Regions from separate parts of the Pan troglodytes genome. Here region 2 is linked to region 1. Evidence: chromatin contacts called from public capture Hi-C data. All regions are on one chromosome and are shown on one strand. Each heading gives the region's core, a stretch centred on a gene start, on an enhancer-like site or on the middle of the called end of the contact. The rest is flanking DNA. Distances are from core to core; before and after follow the strand shown. Region 1 overlaps TRAF3IP1 (TRAF3 interacting protein 1). Region 2 has its middle 69 kb from the start of TWIST2.

Region 1 (3,885 bases), core at 180-2,679:
CTTTTCTCTATAGACAAATAAAGTTCATGATAAGGATAAAATATGAGTTCTTTAACTGAAAAAAAAAATAGATACACATATAAATGACTTAAGAAAACTGTATTATAAAAATGTGTTTGGCTGTATTGTCACAAACATTTCCAAATTGATATGCCCATTATCTTCTGGTTCATGATTACTCAGCGAATGATAATATAATCAATAAAGATTTTATTTTTACTGAAAATGTCACTGAAATTCATATTATGTCCTCGGTTTTTTAGATTTTAGTCAGTTGTGGCCTGATAGGTTATTTCTGGTCTTAATTTTGCCAGTACCCTTTTCTGTGCTTTGCATAAAAAAAATCTTTATTTTGATTGGTTTTGACAGCCTGCCTTGGATGTCAATTCAGTTTCTAAGTAGTGTAGACCCTGGTGTTTAAATACACTCACTGTGACACATTAATGGATATATGAGGGAATGATGTTGTGTTAGCCCCAGGATGAAAATTAGTGGAGGCTGGGTGCGGTGGCTCACACCTGTAATCCCAGCCCTTTGGGAGGCCGAGGCGGGCAGATCACGAGGTCAGGAGATCGAGACCATCCTGGCTAACAAGGTGAAACCCCGTCTCTACTAAATATACACAAAAATTAGCCAGGCGTGGTGGCACGTGCCTGTAATCCCAGCTACTCAGGAGGCTGAGGCAGGAGAATCGCTTGAACCTGGGAGGCAGAAGTTACAGTGAGCCGAGATCGCACCACTGCACTCCAGCCTGGGTGACAAAGCAAGACTCTGTCTCAAAAAAAAAAAAAAAAAAAGAAAAGAAAATTAGTGGATAAGGATTAGAATTAAATAGAATTTAGTCACATTGACTACTAAACAATGCCCCAGCTCAGTGGAGAGAAGTGTAGGAGGTATCTGGAGAGCAGTAAGTAGAGAAATCAAAGGGGATGTGGCACAAGTTCCAGAAGCCTCAGCGCCCTGCAACAGAAGACTGAAGATGTGGATCTCACTAGTTTGAAGAGGTGTGAAGACTTTAGAAGCTACCCAGTGAGACATCATGAAATTGTTAAAATCTGTTAGTCATTAGGCCTTGAAAGGAATGGTTTAGAAACGACCTAGCTGAGCGAGTGGGCTTGGGCCTTTGGTGCACGCTTGGCATGGGCTGGGGTCCCCTTAGCATGTGGTGGTGGCTGTGACAGCTCTTGCTCCTCGTGGGACTGAGCTTTCTCAGAGAGACTGTGGGACACGGGAGAGACCGCGGTGGGACCGAGAGCCTGGGCCACCGAGCCCTCTCTGTGCAGGGCTTCCCACGCATGGCCTCCTGCACCTGCACCACAACTCACTGCTGAGGAAATTGAGGCTTAGGAGAGCCTGAGTCCCTTGCCCAAGGCCTTGCACTCCAGAGCCTGGATCCAAACTCTTATCTAGCCCCAAAGTACAGGTTCTGACCACAGGAGGGAGCAGCACCGCAGCTCCAGCATGCCCCAGGCCCGGAGTGTGTGCCTCCCTGTCTCAGTGCGGGGTGGGCGCGTTGAGCTGCTTTTTTTGGAGCAACTTATTTTGAGAATTATTTTAATCCTTAAATTCCATATTTATTCAGCTTCCCTTTGAAAAAAAAGGGAAATTTTTGTTTTTAAAAAGTGTTAGTTAGTATTTTTGTCCTTTCCAAAACATATTCACTTGTGCTTACTGTTGTGAGACACACATGTATTTTTCTAGTTCCCATCTATTATTCCTTGCTGTCTGTTTCTGACCTGAAAAGCAGCTTCCAGTGAAGAGCTATCACTAGAGGAACAGGACTTGCTGAATGAATTAGGTTTTATTGAGTTTTTAATTTAATGTGGGTAAAGCAGGCTCAGGAGGGCTGAAATGGACGAAGCAATGGCACAACTTTATTACTTTTCTCCAGGGTATGGATTATAGGGGATATTTTAGAGTAAAGAAAAACTAAGATTCTTGGCATTAAAATGCTTCGATTTCCTATTTATAGCAGTGATGCATATATAATTTTTCATATTGGACTGTTATTAAGGTTTTTCTGATTGAAATCTCCGTACGGTTTCTTCTGGCCAGTAGACTTCCTCCATCCCCAGATGTGACCCCTTTTAGACTAATAAAGCCTCTTGATAATACTTATAATACTTGTCACAGAGGGCAGGACTGACATTCACTTAGTGAAGGGCTTGTATTATACCAGGCTTTGCTCTATGTAAGTTTTATATTTTCAGGAATATTCTTAAATCCCTTAAAGAAAAAAAATGAAAATAAAGTAGAAATACATTTATTTTATATATTGTTATTAATAATTTTTTTTTGAGACGGAGTTTCACTCTTGTTGCCCAGGCTGGAGTGCAATGGCGTGATCTCGGCTCACTGCACCCTCTGCCTCCCAGGTTCAAGTGATTTTCCTGCCTCAGCCTCCCTAGTAGCTGAGATTACAGGCGCCTGCCACCATGTCCAGCTAATTTTTTTTTATTTTTAGTAGAGACAGAGTTTCACCATGTTGGCCAGGTTGGTCTTGAACTCCTGACCTCAGGCGATCCACCCGCCTCGGCCTCCCAAAGTGCTGGGATTACAAGCGTGAGCCACTGCGCCTGGCCATTGATAAATACTTTGTAAATAAAATACACTGTGTCTATACTCTTACATGATGCACCATGTTAGTTTTTAAAACTTGGGAGTAATTTCTGTATATTAGTATTTTGGGTTCTGACTAGGTTTCTAGGTAGCTTAACAAAGCTTTTATTGTACTACAATAAAAGTACTTTGTACAAGTAGAGTTCATTTACAGTAAAAAATGATAGAAAATAATGCTGTTATTTTAATAGTAATAACCAAGCAATTAAAGTAAATATATATTTTTAACAATTTTGAAATTAGCTTTCTAAGAAAAGCGGGTTTAGAAGCAGGCAAAGCATTCACTTGTGAAAGACACTTTTGGGAACTTCAGAGCCTTCAGAGATTAATGGTAGTGATATTAAAAGTGGAGCGCGTTCCACTGTCTTCCATGCGGGAGCTTTCTGGCTCTGCTGCTTTTTGTTGCAGAAGCATCCAGTCCAGAATGAGTTAGGTGTTTTGTAAGTTTCTTTCAGTCTCAAACAGTCTGTGCTCTTCCCTTGATTTGGCCTTGACAGTTTTGAACAGTACAGCTATTTTCCTGACTGGCCCCCGGTTTGGGTTTGTGTGGTGTTTCCTTGTGATGAGAGTCAGACTTTGCATCCTGGGCCAAAACCTTCCAGAAACGAGGCTGTGCTGCCTTTGCTGCGTCCTGCTGAGTGGTTCAAGGTTTCAGATTGTTCCTGACTGCAGACGCTCTCCGTGGCCTCTCGAAGAGGATGCTGTCTGCCAGCTTCTCTGCAGTCAAGCTGCTCCTTTTCTCTTTGTAATTACTAGCATTTTGGAGGAAGTACTTTGTACAATCGAAGTACCCTGTGCTTCACTAAGTTTAATCATTTGTTGGTATCATTATGGGCTTGTGCCTTCCATTTGGACTCTGTGGGCTGTAATCTCTTACTGCCATGATTTTCATGCGCAGATGGCCTCAGATTTGGCTCTGGAGAGCTCCTTCAAGCTGGCTTTGTGTCCTTTCAGCCTGCGCCCGGCATTCTTTGAGCTGTTCCTTGCTTTCTGGCTCATCCTGTTCTTTCCCTGCTCCAGCCCCAGAATCAGCCATTTCCCCAGGAGACCTGGGTCCTTTGATTGGAGAATGGAGTGTTTGCCACTTTTGGAGGTTCAGCTCTCAGGTCATCTCAGTGAACAGAGCTAGAGGGGGAAAATGTACATGTCTGTGTTTGTGTATATATGCGTGTGTGCATGTCTGTCTGTATGTGTGTGTATATGTGAATGTGTATGTGTGTCTGTAAGTGTGCATGTGTATATATGTGTGTGCATGTCTATATATGT
Region 2 (3,716 bases), core at 763-3,262, 420 kb after region 1:
CACACTCCATCGGCTCTCAAGAAAGCTAGTGTTGCCCTTTTTCCTCAAGACAATTTGACCACTCAACAACCAAATCGGCCACAGCCCACCAAAGGCCCGCAGGGACCTCTGCCATGGTCCCCTCTGGCCACCAGGGTCTGAGAAGCAGACATTGGATTCCCCATCTCAAGGTGCTGCATCTCCAGTAGGAGCTGGAAAGCCATGAGTTCCTGTTCCAGGGCTCAACAGAAGAGCAGGGAAAGTGACTGAGAGAGCAAAAGAGGACCAGGGCACGTCCTGGAAGACTTCCTGGAGGAGGCAATCCATGAGAAGGATTCCAATGGGCAGAAAAATATGGGAAGAGATTTGAACAAACATGAGCCAAATAGCAGGGTACCGGACATCTCCAGGCTGTTTCAAGAATTCATTCCTTTTAAGTCTTCGTTAGGGCTGAGGGCAGGCAGGGCACGATGTCAGTGCTGGGACAGAGGAAACAGAACAGCCCTAGCCTTGTGGAGTCCATGCCTTGTGAAAAGAGACTGTAGGCAGGTTAATAAGTAACCAGTCGGAATAAGTTGTGAGGCACCGAGGCCTTGGGACCTGGAACACTGGGTGGGAGATCTTCCTGAGACAGGTGGTTGTGGGGCGGCGTCTGCAGGGTAACTCGCAGCAGAGACCCCCCAGGGTGGGAGGTGGCAGCGTGGCCCAGGGAGAGCCAGGCCCTGAGTCAGGGCTGGAGTCCAGAGAGAGGGGATGGAGTGAGCGGGAGCTGGGTTTTACGAACTCCCGTTGGAGGAAAAGAATGCAGCTATACTCACAGCATGGTGGGACACCGGTGGAGGGTCTTGAACACAGGAGTGGCGCAATCCTGGTTGAGTTTTGGGGGTCACCCCCGTTGCAATGGGTGTGGAGCAAGCTCTGTAGCAGGACGATCAGCAGCAGTTTAGTTGCCCCCCAGAGGCCAGATTGGACAGGCTGGATGGGAGCAAGTGTGCTTGGTGTGGAGAGAAGCAGTGGGACTCGAGATATCTGGAGGGGAAATGGGCAGGACTGGGCACCGGCTGGAGGTAGGCATGAGAAGGAAGGATAACTCGGCTGCCTTCCCAGTTCCTGTTCTGAGCAGCTGGATGGCGTGTGGACCTGGAGTGGTGCAGTCACAGGCACATCGAGAGCGAGAGGCAATGCAAGTGGAAATGCCAAAGCAACAGAGGGATGCAGCAGGTGACAAGCTGGGCAACCCGGAGTTACCTGGGGCCTGTCGAGTAAGCCCTGAGGAAGGTAGCTGCTCATGAGAAGGGGAGTGGCCAGAGAGCAGGGCGGGGAGCCTGGGTGCGGTGGGGACAGACAGCAGGTAGGGGGGCCCGGATGCAGTGGGGAAGGGGAGATGTCGGCTGACTCAAGTCACTGTTAAAAGTCATGGAACACCTCTCAATACAAACGAGCCTTTCTCCAAGGTGCACACCTCTCTGCAGCTGCCCAGAGAGCCACACCTGCAGCCTGCTTCTCCTCACCTGGAGGCTGGAGTCCGTTCCCAACTTTGTTCCCAATTCCTGTAAACCTGGGTAGGTTCAGGTGCTAAGAGGAAAAATCCCAGCATAGAAAGAGGAAGGACGTTTGTCAGAGAAGTCACTCAGCATGGAAACTGGAAGGACGTTTGTCAGAGACGTCACTCAGCATAGAAAGGGGAAGGACGTTTGTCAGAGAAGTCACTCAGCATGGAAAGGGGAAGGACGTTTGTCAGACGTCACTCAGCATAGAAAGGGGAGGGACGTTTGTGAGAGACGTCACTCAGCATGGAAGTGCCTTGAAGCTCCCCGAAGGCTATGGAAAGCTCCTCCATGTCTTTGTTCTCCCGTGAGGCTCATGATCCCAGAGCGTGGTCAAATTCCTGAGGCCAGCAGGCCTGGGTTCTGTGCCTGTGTCTCTGGGCTCCCAGCACTAAGTCAGGGGCAGGCTTGCGCGGGAACCCCTGAATATCCGGAGGCCCAGAGACTGGGAGGCCCAGAGACCCAGAAGCCCTGGACGTGAGGCCTGACTTCCTGCTCACCAGCTCCGAGGTGGTCTTGGGGTGTGGTCACCCCACAGTCTCTGGGGCAGACCCCCACTGTCCCTCTGAGGACAGGTCTCCAGGGCCCAGTTTCCCTTTGCCAGGCAAATGGGCCTGCCCAACTCCAGAGCCTGGTCTGCCACTCCTGGCTGAAGGGTGGCCAGGGCCAGTTGAAGCCTGAACCTTCCTTTAGGTAGCGTGGAACATTCCAGAGACATAATCTGTCTGCCCTTTTCTCTCTCAGGCAGTGGGAGTGTTTCCTCTTTTTGCAGTTACATGTCAGCAGATTGCTTTCTTTTAGGAAAGGGTTCATCTCACCAGCGACTTTGTGCAGAAGAGAGCAGGTGGGAACGCGGAAAAGCGCACGTAAGATCCCGCCAGGCCCTCGAGGCCCCGCATGGCTGATGAAGAACACGCCTGTGTTTCCGGCCAATGTGGTTTCCTGCCAGGACAAATGAGCCCGAGTCGCTCCACCTTCCCTGGGCCCACACAGCCGGCCCTTGGGGGACATTGAAGCAGTGGCCCCAGCCTCACCACGAGGCTGCCCAGGGAGGAAGACTGAGTCCTCCACTGTGCAGGGACCACATGGGGCAGCTCTGTTTGAGAACTGATGGGTGGTTTTGCTAAATGGAGCAGAGCGAGGAGCTCTGGAAGCTTCCATGTGAGGGGAGGGAGCTGCAGATTGGCACAAACCCATGGGAGGGGGCTCCTCAGAAGACGGAGTATGGCTGAGCTGGCAATTCTCCACCCTCATGGCTGTGCCTGGGACCGTCTACACTTTCTGCACTCTGAGGAAATCTTCACATGCCTCAGATGGGTCCAGAGATATGCGCCCACCACCCTGGCCCCATGCGCTGTTACGTCTCACAGCAGAGAGCAGAGGAAGCACCTGTTCGGTCCAGGGGCCCCACCTCTCCAGCTGGGAAGCTGGGGCAGGCTTTTCAGGGTACCCCACTGGGCCACCCAGGGGTCCAGGCTCAGCATAGTCATGGTTCTGGCATAGGACCCTGAAAAGAACTGAGTTCTAGTTTTACATTGAGCCCAAGACCAGCTCAGAGCCAAAGCCTCACTCATTTGCAAACACTGATGTGGCACCTGCCATGGTGCCATGAAGGGCCAGAGGTCAGGCAGGTGGGGAGATAATGCCCTTCCCCAAGAGGTACAATGCCCTTCCCAAAGGGGTATAAGCCCCACGGTTGTGGGGCCTGAATATCGGTCCTACCCTTTCCCAAGGAACTCAACAGCTGCACCCAGGGACAGCAGGGACACCAGGACTTAGGGTACAAGACACAGGCAGAGGCCCCTGAGCTTGGACGCTGGCCCCAGCTATGCAGCTGTGTGGCCCGAGTCAGCTCCCGAACCTCAGTCGCACATCTGAAAATGAAGACTAATTGCCCACTAAGGGTTGGGAGAACAAACTTGGTCTTTGAATTCCTGGAAATCTGGAGACTAGTCAGGAGGCTGCTGTAGGCAGGAATGTCCTATACAAGAAGAAAGAAGTGGAAATACACCTCATGTGCTGGGGGATGATGGAAACCAGTTGCAGGCGGTCACGGCGACAGGTCTTTTGTGGCTGTGCGTCAAGCCAGGCGGAGCTGGTTCCGTGATCTGGGTGGACAGACCTGGCAGCAGGTGCTGTTCAACTCTTCTATATCATTATTGATTTTCTGTCCATATGTTCTATCAATTA

What was found. Capture Hi-C pulls out chosen DNA fragments and counts their contacts.
Region 2: a contact with region 1 is called in a capture Hi-C map of stem cell-derived neural stem cells, with 6 times the contacts expected there. The contact joins two enhancer-like sites. A contact is called at or near these places in 2 of 7 Hi-C or Micro-C datasets (blood and stem cell-derived neural progenitor cells) and 1 of 1 other capture datasets (stem cell-derived neural stem cells).

Annotation. Positions count from the first base shown.
Region 1 is chr13:140,541,147-140,545,031 of NHGRI_mPanTro3-v2.0_pri, forward strand. The region is part of intron 15 of TRAF3IP1 (TRAF3 interacting protein 1); the gene reads left to right. Among named protein-coding and RNA genes, the nearest start is that of TRAF3IP1, 48 kb to the left of the region's middle. Within about 2 kb of position 1,430, at least 2 of the 24 cell types and tissues checked have an H3K27ac peak or open chromatin away from gene starts, as enhancers often do. A contact at or near this core is called in stem cell-derived neural stem cells, where this site is marked.
Region 2 is chr13:140,958,724-140,962,439 of NHGRI_mPanTro3-v2.0_pri, forward strand. No RefSeq gene overlaps it. Among named protein-coding and RNA genes, the nearest start is that of TWIST2, 69 kb to the right of the region's middle. Within about 2 kb of position 2,013, at least 1 of the 24 cell types and tissues checked has an H3K27ac peak or open chromatin away from gene starts, as enhancers often do. A contact at or near this core is called in stem cell-derived neural stem cells, where this site is marked.